Regions from separate parts of the Mus musculus genome. Here region 2 is linked to region 1. The links are chromatin contacts, called in public HiChIP or PLAC-seq maps. All regions are on one chromosome and are shown on one strand. The core of a region is the stretch at or near the end of the contact, and the rest is flanking DNA. Distances in the headings are between cores, read along the strand shown.

Evidence for each region. HiChIP or PLAC-seq counts read pairs in DNA pulled down with a chosen protein or histone mark.
Region 2: a contact with region 1 is called in a CTCF HiChIP or PLAC-seq map of CD8 T cells, with 6 read pairs. The contact joins the promoter of Mfsd14a here to the enhancer-like site in region 1. A contact is called at or near these places in 2 of 39 promoter capture datasets (the C10 cell line and cranial neural crest), 2 of 15 datasets of contacts at CTCF or cohesin (CD8 T cells and the NIH/3T3 cell line), 2 of 484 Hi-C or Micro-C datasets (CD4 T cells and nephron progenitors), 6 of 115 datasets of contacts at active chromatin or transcription factors (effector CD8 T cells, embryonic stem cells, intestinal villus epithelium and 3 more) and 2 of 9 other capture datasets (adipose tissue and liver).

Annotation. Positions count from the first base shown.
Region 1 is chr3:116,370,812-116,378,004 of GRCm38.p6, forward strand. All of the region lies in intron 4 of Cdc14a (CDC14 cell division cycle 14A), which reads right to left. Among named protein-coding and RNA genes, the nearest start is that of Cdc14a, 50 kb to the right of the region's middle. Within about 2 kb of position 3,865, at least 42 of the 459 cell types and tissues checked have an H3K27ac peak or open chromatin away from gene starts, as enhancers often do. A contact at or near this core is called in CD8 T cells, effector CD8 T cells, intestinal villus epithelium and 2 more, where this site is marked.
Region 2 is chr3:116,658,277-116,665,469 of GRCm38.p6, forward strand. It overlaps Mfsd14a (major facilitator superfamily domain containing 14A), which reads right to left and starts at 4,401. Exons shown (of 12, transcript NM_008246.2): 1 at 4,119-4,401. The coding sequence starts at 4,202.

The DNA.
Region 1 (7,193 bases), core at 2,615-5,114:
TGAAAGAAACATACTTACATATAACTTTGATATGCCTTTAATAGAAATCTAAGGAGCTGATAAAACGGCTTAGTGAACAAAGATACCTGCTGCTAAGCCTGATTGTCTAGTCTGATAGCTTTTAGAGATAATCTCTTTGGGGGTAGGGGTTGGGGGTCATACCCAGATGACCTTAGTTCTCAACTATTTTCGGGTTGTAGCATCAGTTTCCTGGACATCTCTTTGGAAAGAAATTTAATTGACTCAGAACTGGCCAGAATGTTGATTTCAAGTCACAGTGGCAGTGTCACAGGGGCAGAACCTACCTGGGGAAGGTTGTTCTCTGCTTCTTTCCCTCTTCTGAACAACTAATATATTGAGCAAAATAACAGAAAATCCACTGCTAACATTCAAGGCTACTCTGAGAAAATGTATGAGGTCTCAAGGGTATTTTTATTATCTAATCACAAATATGAATTAACATGAGCACAGATTTCTTAGTTTTGTTTTTGTTTTTCGAGACAGGGTTTCTCTGTGTAGCCCTGGCTGTCCTGGAACTCACTCTGTAGACCAGGCTGGCCTCCAACTCAGAAATCCACCTGCCTCTGCTTCCCAAGTGCTGGAATTAAAGGCGTGCGCCACCACCACCACCCAGCTAGGGTTTTTTTTGGTTTTTGTTTTGTTTTGTTTTTTATTACATTATTGTGCACAATGGGAGGTCAGTGGAGGTTAGAGGACCTCCAAGTCCCCTTGCCAAGTGCCAGTTCTCTCCTTCCACCATGTGGGTCGCCGAGATTTAACTCGGGTACTATGCTTACATTTTGTTTTCTTAAAAGGGTCTCATGTAACCCAAGGCTGAGGCCTCAGACTTTTAACTGCGGAACCATCTTTCTAGCCCTGCTTCTTCACATTCCTACTGTAGTTTGTTTCTAAGGTTATCTGATTTTGTTTTTATCTCTAGCTAGGCTGTAAATGCTAGTGAAGGTAATTTTCATGTCTTAAGATCTGCAAGGCTCAGCACAATGCACATAAAAAGTGCTCTAAAAATGGTTGGTCATAGCACAAACAATAAATAGATTTCTTTGTAAAGAAATACTTTCGAAAACACTGATTCCCAAAATGGAGAGTGTGATAACCAAGCCCAATGGTCAGGAGCTAAGATGCCTAGGTTCAGAGGTAGGCTCTTTTGCCTTGTGATTGATTAATTTAATTAATTAATTCTCTATACTTCTGTTTCAGGAAGTGTGAAGAGGGGACATTCCTGGACCATGAACTTCCCCCAGACAGAAGGTCAAAGTGTCACGGAGACATCGCTAGGTTGTATGTTGTTTGTTAGAGAGATATTAAACAGTGTAATAAACGCGTAGCAGACTTCTACCTGTACCTGACATATAACTCTACCACAGTAAGGGAATACAGACAAGAGATCCAATTAGCCTCACAATATTTTCTCTTTTCTCCACTCTTACGGTTTAAATGTCAGATGTCTCTCATGGACTTCTATGAGAACTTCCTCATTGGAGGAAGTCAGTCATTAGGGTATGGCGGCGCATGTTATACCTAGACCCCCAATCCCTTCCTCATTCTCTGGTTCCTGTCCTCCATCTTCCCACCACTGTGATTCTCCATCTCACCTTGGATCAACAGGACTGGGATCTATGTATTAAAATATCCAAAACCATGGGAGAAAATCAGTCCCCTCTCTTAGGACGCTCCTGCCAGATACTCTGTGGCAGCGGCAAGGAAACTCATACTGCCACCTGTATCTGTGTGAATTTAGATCTGAATGGTTCATAGAGCTAAGTCCAAATGGCTGCCGAAGCATAGGACCATGGGGACATGATGGGGTGCTAAAATCAGGACGATGAGGCCATCATCCAGGGAAACCCTCTCGGTTTAATGGAGGCACCGGTGCCTCTCTCAGTCCAAGCCTCAGCATGAACATTGAAGTAAATGTCACCAGCCCCTGGATTTATCAAATCCACTCTCAAAGCATCTCAGCATCGCCGCTGTGGCTGACCCCTGTGTCTCTCGAACCACGTCCATGTCAAGGAGAGAGAGGTGTTACTATTCAGACTTATGGCTTCTGTATTTGAACTTTCATGAACTTTTATGAACAACAGAACAAAATGGCCAAGACTAGGGAGAAAAACACTTCAATTACCTGTAAAGATTACAGATACCACAGAAGGCACATCTCAAAAAAAAAAAAGTTTGCAAAAAGCCAACGTCATGAATTTTTTTTAAGCTTTGTCCTTGGTGCCTAAGACTTGGTTCTCAGACTTTTTAAATGTCAAGGTCCTTAATTTGTAAACTATTTCCTGAAGACAGATTTCAATTTTAATTGTCATAAACAAGCCCAAACAGTGATGTTTAAATTTTTAATGTTTTGTAACATTTTCTTCTTATTCATATCCTGCCATTCTATCCAGTGACAAGAAAAACAATAACTCCATTCAACTTGATAATTTAAAAAAAAAAAAAAGGAAAAAAAACCTACTTATTTGTGAGATGCACAGACAATTTCACTTTTGTTCTAACTTACAGAAGCAGAAATACTCAGAGTGGAACAATTGAGGACATTAAATAGGCAAGCCTGTGGTTACGAAGCAGAAACCCACTGTGTTCCCAACGGCCTGCGTCTGGTCTACTTTAAATCTACCAGGCTCGGTATTCTAATTAAAACACAATAATAAGACCGAATCTTATCTTCTGCAGTCTGGTTGAAGCCAGTATATAGAAAACCCTTCCAATCCAATAGAAACCACAGACCAGGAAGTCAGCAACGAAGAACACAGTACTGCCTAACAAAGATGGAGACACAATGTACCGTAAGGGGGAAGCAGAATTGGGCCTCACATCACCACCCCATCACTTACGTCTACCCTAAAAATCCTTCATCCCACATCTTCATAGAAATGGGCTGTGACTTCGTTTGTTTGTCTGAGGTTCTGTTTGCTCTGAAATGCCCTCATGACATCTCTACATTTTCATCTGGAGTTTGGGTTAAGTAGACAGATGACAAGCAGCAGACACGATTGTGTTTATCTCAAAATTCATTTGGATGAGAAACACTCCTTCCACCTCTCTCATGGATACAACCAGAGTGGAGCTAGCGGGAGCCTTTGATGGGCTGTTTTTTGGGAGGATTGCAGATATTAGCCACATGTGTCTCCTCATTTAATTTCATGGAAAGCAGAATTTTCATAATCAGCCTGAATAGATGTCTCTCCAGAGCTGATGATGCGACTGGGACAGTCGCACATCTCTTGCTAGAACTGTTTCAATGACACCGTGGACTGCTTATGCCTGATTCGAGCCCATGTGCCAACACACACATCACCGACAGTTAAATCATAAGGACGTAGGCCAAGCCTTTGCCAAGCAAACCGAAGAAAACCACACCAATAGAAAATCTTCCCCTCTCTCTTTTCCTCTTCTTCTCTTTCTGCTGCCACCTTGTCTCTCGCTCCCAATAAAACCTCTTCCACATGAAAAAAAAAAAAAAAAAAAAAACAGAATGGGGGATGGAAGAAAATGTGTGGCCCCTAGAGTACCTAAGTCCTTCATATTCCTGGAGTAACCACAGGTTACATGTTACATACATGTATACCCAGGTAAGCATATGCCTGTGTATAACCTATCAGTCACTGTCAGAAGGCAACCTCTAGGTAAAACTCGGTTCAAATCAGGCTCAAATCAGAACATGTTTATGATCAAGATACTAGTGGCTGATGTAAGTCATGATTAAACATTTAAGTTTTTCAAACATCTGTCATTTTGTATGATAACTCTTTCACTTACAAATGAACTACACTTCAAAGCTTACTTAAAAAGGCAAATATCTCAAACTCCGGATATACTTTACCCAAGATCAAAGCTCAAAGTTGAAGCCAGTGATGACAACCTGGCAACCTGTGTTCAGTCTCCAGAAACCATGTAAAAGTGAAAGGAGAAACAGACTCCACAAAGTTGCCCTCTGACCTCTAACCTCGGAGTTCACCAGGGCACATGTGTGCCTGCCCGCACTCACTCGCACACAAAATAATAATAAATAAAAGTAAAATCTTAAAAATAAGGAAACCGTGAGGGAATGAATGAGTACATTCTCAGTGACTCTACATTGAAATCTGAACTACTTCAATTGTTTTAACAGTATTGTATTATATTTATGTCAATTCTATTTCAAAATGCATAACTCTCCTTAATATTTGACATTTTTATCTAAGGCTGATTTAAAACCTGGGGCAATGAGAAGTGGGGCAGAGATAAGAGGAGAGATTTTCCTTGTGGTAACAAATGGGAACTGTTGGGAAGGAAACACTTTCTGAGCACACACAGCAAGAGGGCTGCAAAGCAGAGATGGAGCCCAGTCAAGATTGGATGTTTTCCATCAAACCATGGCCTGAGATCTGCCAGGAATGGAGAAGGTAAACCAGGCTCTCAGTGTTCATTCAGTAACCAGATCATGTAACCAAGGAACATTAAACAACAACAGTGTTCTCTAAGTTAAATTTTTAGTTGAATGTAGCAGAGTGTGCCTGTAACACCAGCACTCAGAGATCAAGACACAGGGAGCTCAGGTTTGAAGCCAGCCTGGGTGACATCACAAGACCTTATCTCAAAAATAATAAGCAATTTCAAAACATTTTCAAATATCTTTCTCCTGGTTTTCTCTGGGTTTTGAGGAGTTTGCGGGGGAGATGTTAAGGCAAACTTTCAAGGCAGAGCCACACTGCATACAACTCAGGTCTCACAGCTCCTGCCTGGTAATGTGTAAGCGCCTTCTCTTTGAACTTACTCAAGAAGAGAAAACTAACAATGGACTCAAACAAGGAACTGGTTGTTCTCTTCCAGTGTTTACCAAAGAGTTGTTGCTTGGAGAATGCAGGAGAAACAAGAGCTTGCCCCACTAGGTGGGTGTTTACAGAACAGATCCTGTGGTCATTTGTCTGTACATTAGCCTGAACTTTGCAAACAAATGCCACATGACAAGATTGTCCTTCAAGAAGAGAAAAGAATTGATCCCTCTTAAGCATGCAAAGGTCTTGTTTTGAAGTAAGCAGGTTCCTACATGCCATCGCTCACTAATTTCCACAAACGAGAACACAGACAAGTAAAGGCAACCACAGACCTACCTTACCACACACTTACTTTATAGAAAATACATCTTCCTTCCTTGTAGCTACTAGGAATTCCCACCCCCATCCCCACACACCCTGCCTCACCTCTGACCCCCATTCCGGCTCACTTTAGTGAATACACATCACATTTTCTAAAAATCCAGCAGACATATCCATCCTCGCCCCATGGTCAGCTGTTCTCCCTCACGTCTCTGTCGCATCAAGACTTGAAGCCCCGGTTTACCAGTGAAAGGGAAATGAGGAAGGGGCAGAGGACAGGAAAAGGATCAAGGCAGAGAATTTCCCATAATTCCAATACAGACAATTCTTATCTTGGTTCAACAAAGAGTCACTGATACGGGAACCACGGATAATGCCAACATCAAGGCTAACATGCTTCTGACCCCATAGAGCATCCCTTGCATATATCCAGTTTTTCAATGCAGGAGATGCTCCCAGTTTTCAGTACACTTCACAGGCAACAACGAAAACTTTGAAGCTGTTTCAAGATATAGCCATCCAGACCTGCTTGCTTAAGATTCAAACTCACTAAATATGAGCTCTGACTACGATTATTTACAGGTGTTTCTGACACACAGCAATTGCTGAAAACCATTGTTACCAGCATTAGAACATTAAAGACCGTGGCTATTTCTTCAGAGCCACAAACAAGCACACAACTATCAGCTTTAATGGAAAAAAAAAAAAAATCAATGAAATTTCAAGACAGCATCAACAGGATTTGCTAAGGTCCTTTACAGCTCAAGTAGTGCATCTGCCTCTGTGTTCATGTGGTGACTTGTAGACACTGAGTTATACTTTCAGGACATAAAAGTGAGAACAGAAAAGACAGACAGGTTAACACTTAAGCTGTCATGATGGGGCAGAATAAATTTCAGCCATGAAGGTAAGTCATCAAAGTAGCAGGTGAGTTTAAAAGGCTGCTGGGCCATTTTCACTCCCTAACAGCATCTTGTGCCGTGGAGAATGAAACCCAGACTCATCCTTACATACCAGCTGGACAGAGACCCCAGAGCTCATTCTCTGTGCTGTCCTCCACACCACGATGCAGCAACCTGGGCTTGCCTTAGCTCCTCTCCCAACCCACCCATTCTGACTCTGAGGCCTTTGGGACATGCCCTACCCAAAATACTCTTCCTGTGCATCGTCTTAACTGTCCGTCGCTCGAGGAGGACTTCCCTGATTCCAGTATGAAATAGGCAACCATCCGCCAGCATGTTGCTACATTTTACACCATGCTTCTCTCAGCAAAATATAAACTCAGAAAGGCAGGGATTCAAACCTACTTGTTCAATACCACCTGAGAGCCCAGATGAATGTCTGGCATGAGTGCTCATAAATACTAGTTCAATAAAAGAATATACATATTAACCAGGCTGGAGAGAGGATGAAGGTTTCCCACTGAAATGAATAAACAATTTATTCCCACTTAAACAACCAGAAAATTCACTATTATTAAGTTTTGGGGGGGTTGGTTTTGGGGGTTTTGGGGGGGTTGCTTGCTTGCTTGCTTGCTTGAGATTGGGTCTTACTATGTAGCCCTGGCCGGCCTGGAACCTACTACATAGAAAAGGTTAGCTTGGAACACACAGAGGTCTTCTTGCCTCTACTTCAGGAGTGCTGGATTAAAGACATGCACCACCATGGCCTCATGTACTGTTTTAAACTTGAGTAAGTCTAAGAATGATTCAGCTCCAAAGAACAAAAAAGTCCCAGTTATCACAACACTGTTATTCTATGCATTGGCCAATTAAGGAAAGGAGGAAAAAGAGAAAGAAAAGACAACAGGAGAGAAGTAGTCAAGTGAGAAGAAGAAAGAGATTGGTGGGGAGAGGGCACAACTAGAGAGAGAGGGACAATGAAATGACAAGGATGCTAGATGAGAAGAGGTGGCTGGCTATTTCATATCACAGTGTGCACTGGGACTTGGGTGCCCAAATAATGCAAGGGTTTCAAAGATACTTGAATGCCAACCCTAACAGGGGGTCCCTTCCCTCCTGGTTCGACCTCCTCTGAAAAGGTCTGAGTCTCCTGGTATAGTGAGGATGGGGACTAGGAAAGCTGGAGGCT
Region 2 (7,193 bases), core at 3,151-5,650, 290 kb after region 1:
GGAGAAAGACATTAAGTGAATGAGGTGAGTCTCAGGAAGACAACCCATGTTTTCTGTCATGTATGACTCCTTAATTTTACAAATACACAAAATCATGGGTGTAGTTATGACATGAAAGTAGAATCAAGTTGTCTAGTGGACCAAAGAAGCCTTGCAAGATGACAAAAAAGGGAAGGTGGGGCATACTGGGAGCTACTGTCAAAGCACATCACCCGCTGAATGAAAAAATGCCCTTATGTAATGCAGCACTGTGTGTAATGGATACAAGGCCATGAATAGTTTTAGAAAGGTAAAGTTGTATGTCTAAATAAAAATAACTTCATAGTCTTAATGTAAGCCACATGAACAAAATAGTGATTTATTTTACTTGTTACATTGTATAAATATTTCATATATGTGTGTGTGTGTGTGTGTGTGTACACATAGTGTAAATATTAAATATATCTCCCCTTAGCTTAATAAGCTTAGGTAAGTACTTTTAAAATTCAAGGGGAGAATAAAATCTGCCAGAAAAATATAACAAAAAAATTTTGCAAACAACTTTAGAGTGAACTTATCTGGCTAAAAACTCCTAATACACACTGAGTACTGTGGCTCACCCATAAAGTGCTTGCTTAGCATTTGTGAAAACCCGGGCTTGTATTTCCAGCAACCTCAACAAAACTCCTCATGCCTACCATCACACAAGTTAATCTGATTTACCTTTGTTCTACACTACTTAAAGCTGCAACAAATTCGCCTTATCCAGGCCTCAGTGCAGACTGAATACAACTTCAAGGGAAAATAAATAAATTAGTAGCATACGCTGAGGGTGCGAGTTCACGGCAGACAGAGCACTTGCCTAGCACGTGCGAGGCACGGCACGGCACGCACACCCATTCAGAAGCTTCATTCACTCTCAGCTGACAACTGAACCTACTCTAATTCTGCCAAATCACCAGCAAGTATCGGTTTCAACAAGATTCAAATTGGTTGAACAAACTAGGAACATTAACCCTAAAAAACAATAAAGAGACTCAGATCACTCATTGATCAACTGTATCAAATACTGTTCAAAGACTGCCACAGGATCCAACGGTATGTCGTCTTTAAAGGCTCGAATTGTAACGTCAGTAACAATATCTCCACAACGATCTACAACACAACACACAAGAGGAAACCAGTCAATTTTTCCCTTAACAAAGGGGGTGGGTTGGAGTGGTGAAGACTGGAGAAATGCCCAGGAGTAAAGCTCACCTGCCACCAGCTCTTTCACAGGACCCTAGTTTGATTTCTGGGACCCATATGGCAGCTAACAACCAACCATAACTCCAGTTCCAGGGGATCTGATGCCCTCTTCTCTTCAGCACTCACATGGTGAGACATATATGCAGGCAAAACATCCATACATGTGAAATCAAAGCAATGTTCACAAGAGTAGTCTAATTTATATACGTAGACAGGCAGAAAAGCAGTGTCACCTTAAACCAAACACTCTCTCTCTCTCTCTCTCTCTCTCTCTCTCACACACACACACACACACACACACACACAAGCTATCCATCCATCTACCCACCCATATACTAGAGGCCCAGTGGGATTCAATGATGACAAGAGATAGTACCGGTGTGCTTAAGAATGGAAACTGCCGGTACTATTAAAAGCATGGTGGCGCACGCCTTTAATCCCGGCACTTGGGAGGCAGATCTCTGAGTTCGAAGCCAGCCTGGTCTACAGAGTGAGTTCCAGGACAGCCAGGGCTACACAGAGAAACCCTGTCCTGAAAAAAAAACAAAACAAAACAAAAGAATGGAAACTGGAGGAGTGGCTTAGCCATTCTGGCTGAGCTGCACTTGTGGCTCTTGCAGAGTACTGTTTCTCAGCTCTCACACGGCAGCTCAAACCCAGAGGACGGAATTCCCTCTTCTGACCTCCTCAGACACCAGGCAATCATGCTGAACGCATACATACATTTAGGCAAAAACACTTGTGTGTGCGATTGCTCACAGCTCTCCACATGTGTGTGTGTACATCTTTGTTTTGTTTTTGAGACAGGGTTTCTTTGTGGAGTCTTGGCTGAACGGAGTTTACTCGGTAGACCAGGCTGGCCTTGAACTCACAGAGCTCCACCTGCCTCTGCCTCCCGAGTGCTGGAATGACCACCTGGCTCATAAATAATCTTAAAAAAAAAAAAAGGCAGAATGAAAAGGAAAGTGAGGCAGAGTAAGATGGGAAAGGACGATGTTCTTAAGACCTGACTTTCAAGGAAAGTTTTCATTGATTTAGTGTGCCACCAAGACATTTTTACTAGTAAAAAGTATTTTGTGTACTAAAGCAAGCTAGAAATTTGCTATATCTTTATAAATAGCAAAAAGACTTAAACAAACAGAACCTCTTCTCGCCAGGCATGGCAGCACACACACCTATAATCCCAGCACTTGGGAAGCACAAGTAGGAGGGTCCTAAGTCTGAAGTCTTTCTGAACGACCTGAGATCTGTCCTCAGACACAAAGCAAAATCCCAACAACAACAAAAACATGTATCTCTTCTCAAAGTCAGAATTTGGAATGACTCTTCTGGAGGCTGACATGAGCTCTAAGTTTGATCCCTACTATCTCATCAAAAAAATATTTTACAGAGCAAACCAGACAAAAATCCAAACATTATAAAAGGTCTGCTCCTGCCGGGTATGGTGACGCACGCCGTTAATCCCAGCACTCGGGAGTCAGAGGCAGGCGTATTTCTGAGTTCGAGGCCAGCCTGGTCTACAAAGTGAGTTCCAGGACAGCCAGGGCTATACAGAGAAACCCTGTCTCGAAAAACCAAAAAAAAAAAAAAAAAAAAAAAAAAAGGTCTGCTCCTTAATTATCTTGCTTCTTGTCTTTTGCAAAGATTGGTCTTAAATAGCACCTGGTTTTTGAAAATATGCTTCGTTATAAGTTTCTCTCTCTAAACCTGACAACGATATTCTTTCCTCCCAGTATAGCTCCTACTAACTTGGTCAAGACAGCTAATGAGAATTCATCAAAGTAATACTTTGATCAGGTACAGTAAGAAAATCTGGAAAGCTCTGAACCCTCTTTTTTCACTAAAAGTCAAAGCTATGACAACTAATAAATCTGACAGTTAACTGAACATATTCCGAAATCGTTCCATATGTCCCAAGCTTTCTAAATGATGGCAGTTGGACTAGGCCATGTTCTCAAATGTCAAAAGAAAGTTGTCATTTATTTCAAACTGATTTCAGCAAATCCTCCGCGGTGGCCTACTTACATATTTAGTGCTTTGCTAGCATTGATCAAGGCTCCATTAAACTACAAACAAATGGAAAGAAACAATGTCTGCAACTTCACCACAGAGACACATCTTACTTTTCCATTCTATTTCGGAACGCGATACCAAAGGAGTCAGCAAAGATCAGAGTGTAACGCTACAAACACACAGCACAACAAAAGTGTACGTTTGTTTTCCAATGACAAATCCTATATCGACGTCTGGTAGCACACTGCACAGTGCATAAAGTTTTCTGCGAGTAACGACTGTCTAAAAGGCACATTTTTAGCCTCAGTCCGCCTGCCAGAATCTGTCTCCGATCCTCACGCCATGACCAATTCTAAAGACTTATTTTGAGGCACAAGGTGAAGATTTCTCTAACGGAGAGGGCCCCAGGGAAGGTCAGGCTTCCGACGCCGGGAGAGGGGACGAGCCCACTCCCCGACAAGGTAGCCGAACAGCTCCAAGCCGCTGCTCCGGCTCCCGGCGACCGCGATGGGACAACGCACGTACCCTGGCCCAGCGGGCCGCGGCGGCGGCCACCCGCCACAGCATACGGAGCGCAAGGCTGCCCAGCCTCCCCGCGCGCCGCGCTGGGCCTGGCGAGGCTGCGGAGGGGCCGCCGCCTCCTCCCCGAGGCCGGGCGCACGTGGGCCGAGGCCGCAGGCTCCGAGACGCAGTGCCCCGCCGGAGGTACCAGCAGCGTCCAGGGGAGCCAGGCCGCGGAGGCCGCAGGCCGAGACCGCGGCAGCGCCGGCGGCACGGAAGGGCAGGGCGCTCTCGGCCCAGCGAAGGCGGAAGCGGGGGGAAGAGCGAGCCGGGCCCGCACCCGGGCCGTCCTGCGGCGCGGAACCAGCAGCACTCACCGTGCCTCCGTCCTTAATGATGATCTTTTTGGCCAGCATGATACTGCGGTTCGCGGCCCGTTTCTTTTTCTTCCCCTGGGTCATTTTACCATCCTCGACTCCCGGCGCTGCAGCAGCCACTCAGGGGGCGGGCGGCCCCAGCGGCGAGTGCGGTCCCGCCACTACTGCCGGGCCGAGCCGCTCAGGGCGCACGCCGCCATCTTGAGGGCCCGGCCTGCCTCGGGCGGCGCGTCACATCGTGCGATCGGCTGAGTCGCTCGCCACGCCCCCGTGACGCAGCCACGCCCCCGCAGTGCGGGCACGCCCCTCCAACCCTGCAATAGCGGAGGACTGGGAGGTGCCGCGGGAGCGGGTGGAGCCAGGTGCTTTGGCTGCCTAGCTTTTGCCCTCTAAGGCGCTGAGCGATGGCTATTTTAACAGTTTTTCCTTCACAGATGAACTCAAGTTCCGAAAAGTTTTTACCTACTCAAATCTGACAAATAGTTTCTCAGATGCTCAGGCGTCCCAGGCTAATAGCATCCGCATCAAATGCATCCCCACCAAAACAGAATTGAAGGGGACAACGGGAAAGTTTTCCAGGAATGGTCAGTAGCAGGTAGAGGAGTTTTAGCTGTTGATCTGATGCCCAGCTAGGTCATGCTGGCTTACATACCCCCACGTACCAGTACATTCTCTCCCAGTGTAAACTAGATGCCATACTTTATAGGCTTTTAAAAATTGGTTTGACTAGAAGACTGGTAGAAAGAGCAGACAGGTGGAATATGAAATGTGATATTAACAGTACTGACATTTACTTTGAGGCAGCACATTATGTAGACCAGGCTGGCCTCAAACTGAGAGATCTCCCTGACTACCTCCCATATTGTGATCAAAGTCATGTGCCACCATGTCTAGCAAAGTCTTCATTTTGGTAACTGTTGGAAAACTTTCCTTTAAATATACCTTCAGTGCTAGGTATGAACGAGCACAACACATGCTTTCCCCCATCAAACTGTTCGATAAAGGGGAACTGGAAACAAACCAAACTGTGGCAACAGCGATCCTGGATGTGGTGGCTCTAAGTAAGATAAATGTTCCCAAACTCAGTGATATTCCTCCCTGGGAGAAGTGGAAGGGGCTCCCTCCCTCTCCTGGCTTGTGGCCTGGTTAGTGATGGATGACCTTGTTTTAACAGGGCAAAGCAGAAATGACAGCACTGACTTTAGAGGAGAGGTCATAAAAGGTACTGTATGTTTTTGCTAGGCTCTTCATTTACTCCAGTCAGGGGTTGCCGATTGTTATGCCATAATACCAGAGGAACTATGGAGAGGTGCTGCCGTTGAGCTGAAATCTCCTTCAAAGCTTTGTGGATTATCTTGGAACGAGATCCTCTATGCCTGGTCAAGCCTTGAGCTGACTGCAAACTTTATGAGACCTTCAGCTATGAATACCCAGCTTAGCCACATTACTGGGATGGGGCTGTAGCTGGTTCTTTTGGAGTGCTTTTCCTGTAAGCATAGGGCTGCGGATTCTATCACCAACAATCAGTGAACCCAGCATAGAAGTGGATGCCTAGATCCTGGCATGAAGGAGAATCAGGAATTCAAGGACAAATCTGAGAGCAGCCTGGGTGTGGGTGGATTCTTCAGGCCACTGAACATCAGGCTATTTATTACATGGCCTAAGTAACTATTAGACAAGGTAAAGGAGAAAGCAGGGGGCACACATGTGAGGGTTACTGTAGCTTTTCTGTAAATTTCAAAATAAAATGTTAAAAATAAACCTGGTTGGATGTTCTGTTTCTTCTACTTGCATGCTGACAAGAAATGGAAAATAAGCCAGTTTTCATGGATGGGGAAAGAAAAGCATCTTGGGTGGTAAGGATTTTCATCATACTTACTTTAAAAATAAAATTCTCATATAGAAACTTCCTTGAAGTCCAACTTCAAGCTGTTGAGAGTGGGAGAAACTTCATAACTAAATCCCGAGATCATATTTTGCATGGGTGTAGAGGATTAAGAAGGTTGTTCTAAGGTAGGCGTGGTGGTGCATATCTTCGGTCCTGGCATTTGTGTTGTAGAGACAGTGTGACCAGGAGTTCAAGGCCAGCCTCTACAGCAAATTCAAGGTTAGCCCCAGGCTACATGAAAACCAGACTGAGCTGGGCGTGGTGGCGCACGCCTTTAATCCCAGCACTTGGGAGTCAGAGGCAGGCGGATTTCTGAGTTCGAGGCCAGCCTGGACTACAGAGTGAGGTCCAGGACAGCCAGGGCTATACAGAGAAACCCTGTCCCGAAAAACCAAAAACAAAATAAAATGAAAGACTGGAAAAAAATACTATGTGGTTACTCCAACTTTTTATGACCTCCAAAAATCATACTTCAGCTATATCAAAGTTACTTTTAAAATATGATTGGTTATTGTCAGTTATTCAAGCTATTTGAATACCTACAATAGTGCTCACCGGTTCTTTTTAAGACTAGGATTTAAAAAATAGTGTGTATGCTCCCATTAAATAGAAATAACATACCCAAAAAGATCTGACAGGGTAGAACAAGGATGTCAGTGTTCAAATCCTTGAGTGTCAGTGAATTTACTTAGGCACATGGACAATTAGGTGAGAGCCAAAGCATGAAAATAGTTTAAACAAGTTAGCAAATGAGCCCCAAAGCAAAGTAGGTATCAAGGTGATCACTGAATACACAGAGCTCAGAAAAAGCCTTACAGAACAGAGAACACGATCGTGCAGGAAAAGCAGCACTGTAAACGTAGTGACACATATGCTTGCCTTTCAGAAAGAAACCGAGCTATAACCTGGTGGAAATTACTCCCCACAGAAGGCACTTGCCAATGGAGTGGGACAAACATAGGAACTATGCAGACTTCTTTGTGAACTGTAATGTTTCACTTACATAGTTTTTAAGTTTTGAGTTTGGTAAAAAAAAAAAAAAGGCGAATTCAATAATAAAAGCTTACATTTATAAAACTAGATACAAAGGCCGGGTGTGCTGGCTCACGCCTTTAATCCTAGCACTCAGAAGGCAGAGGCAGGCGGATTTCTGAGTTTGAGGCCAGCCTGGTCTACAAAGTGAGTTT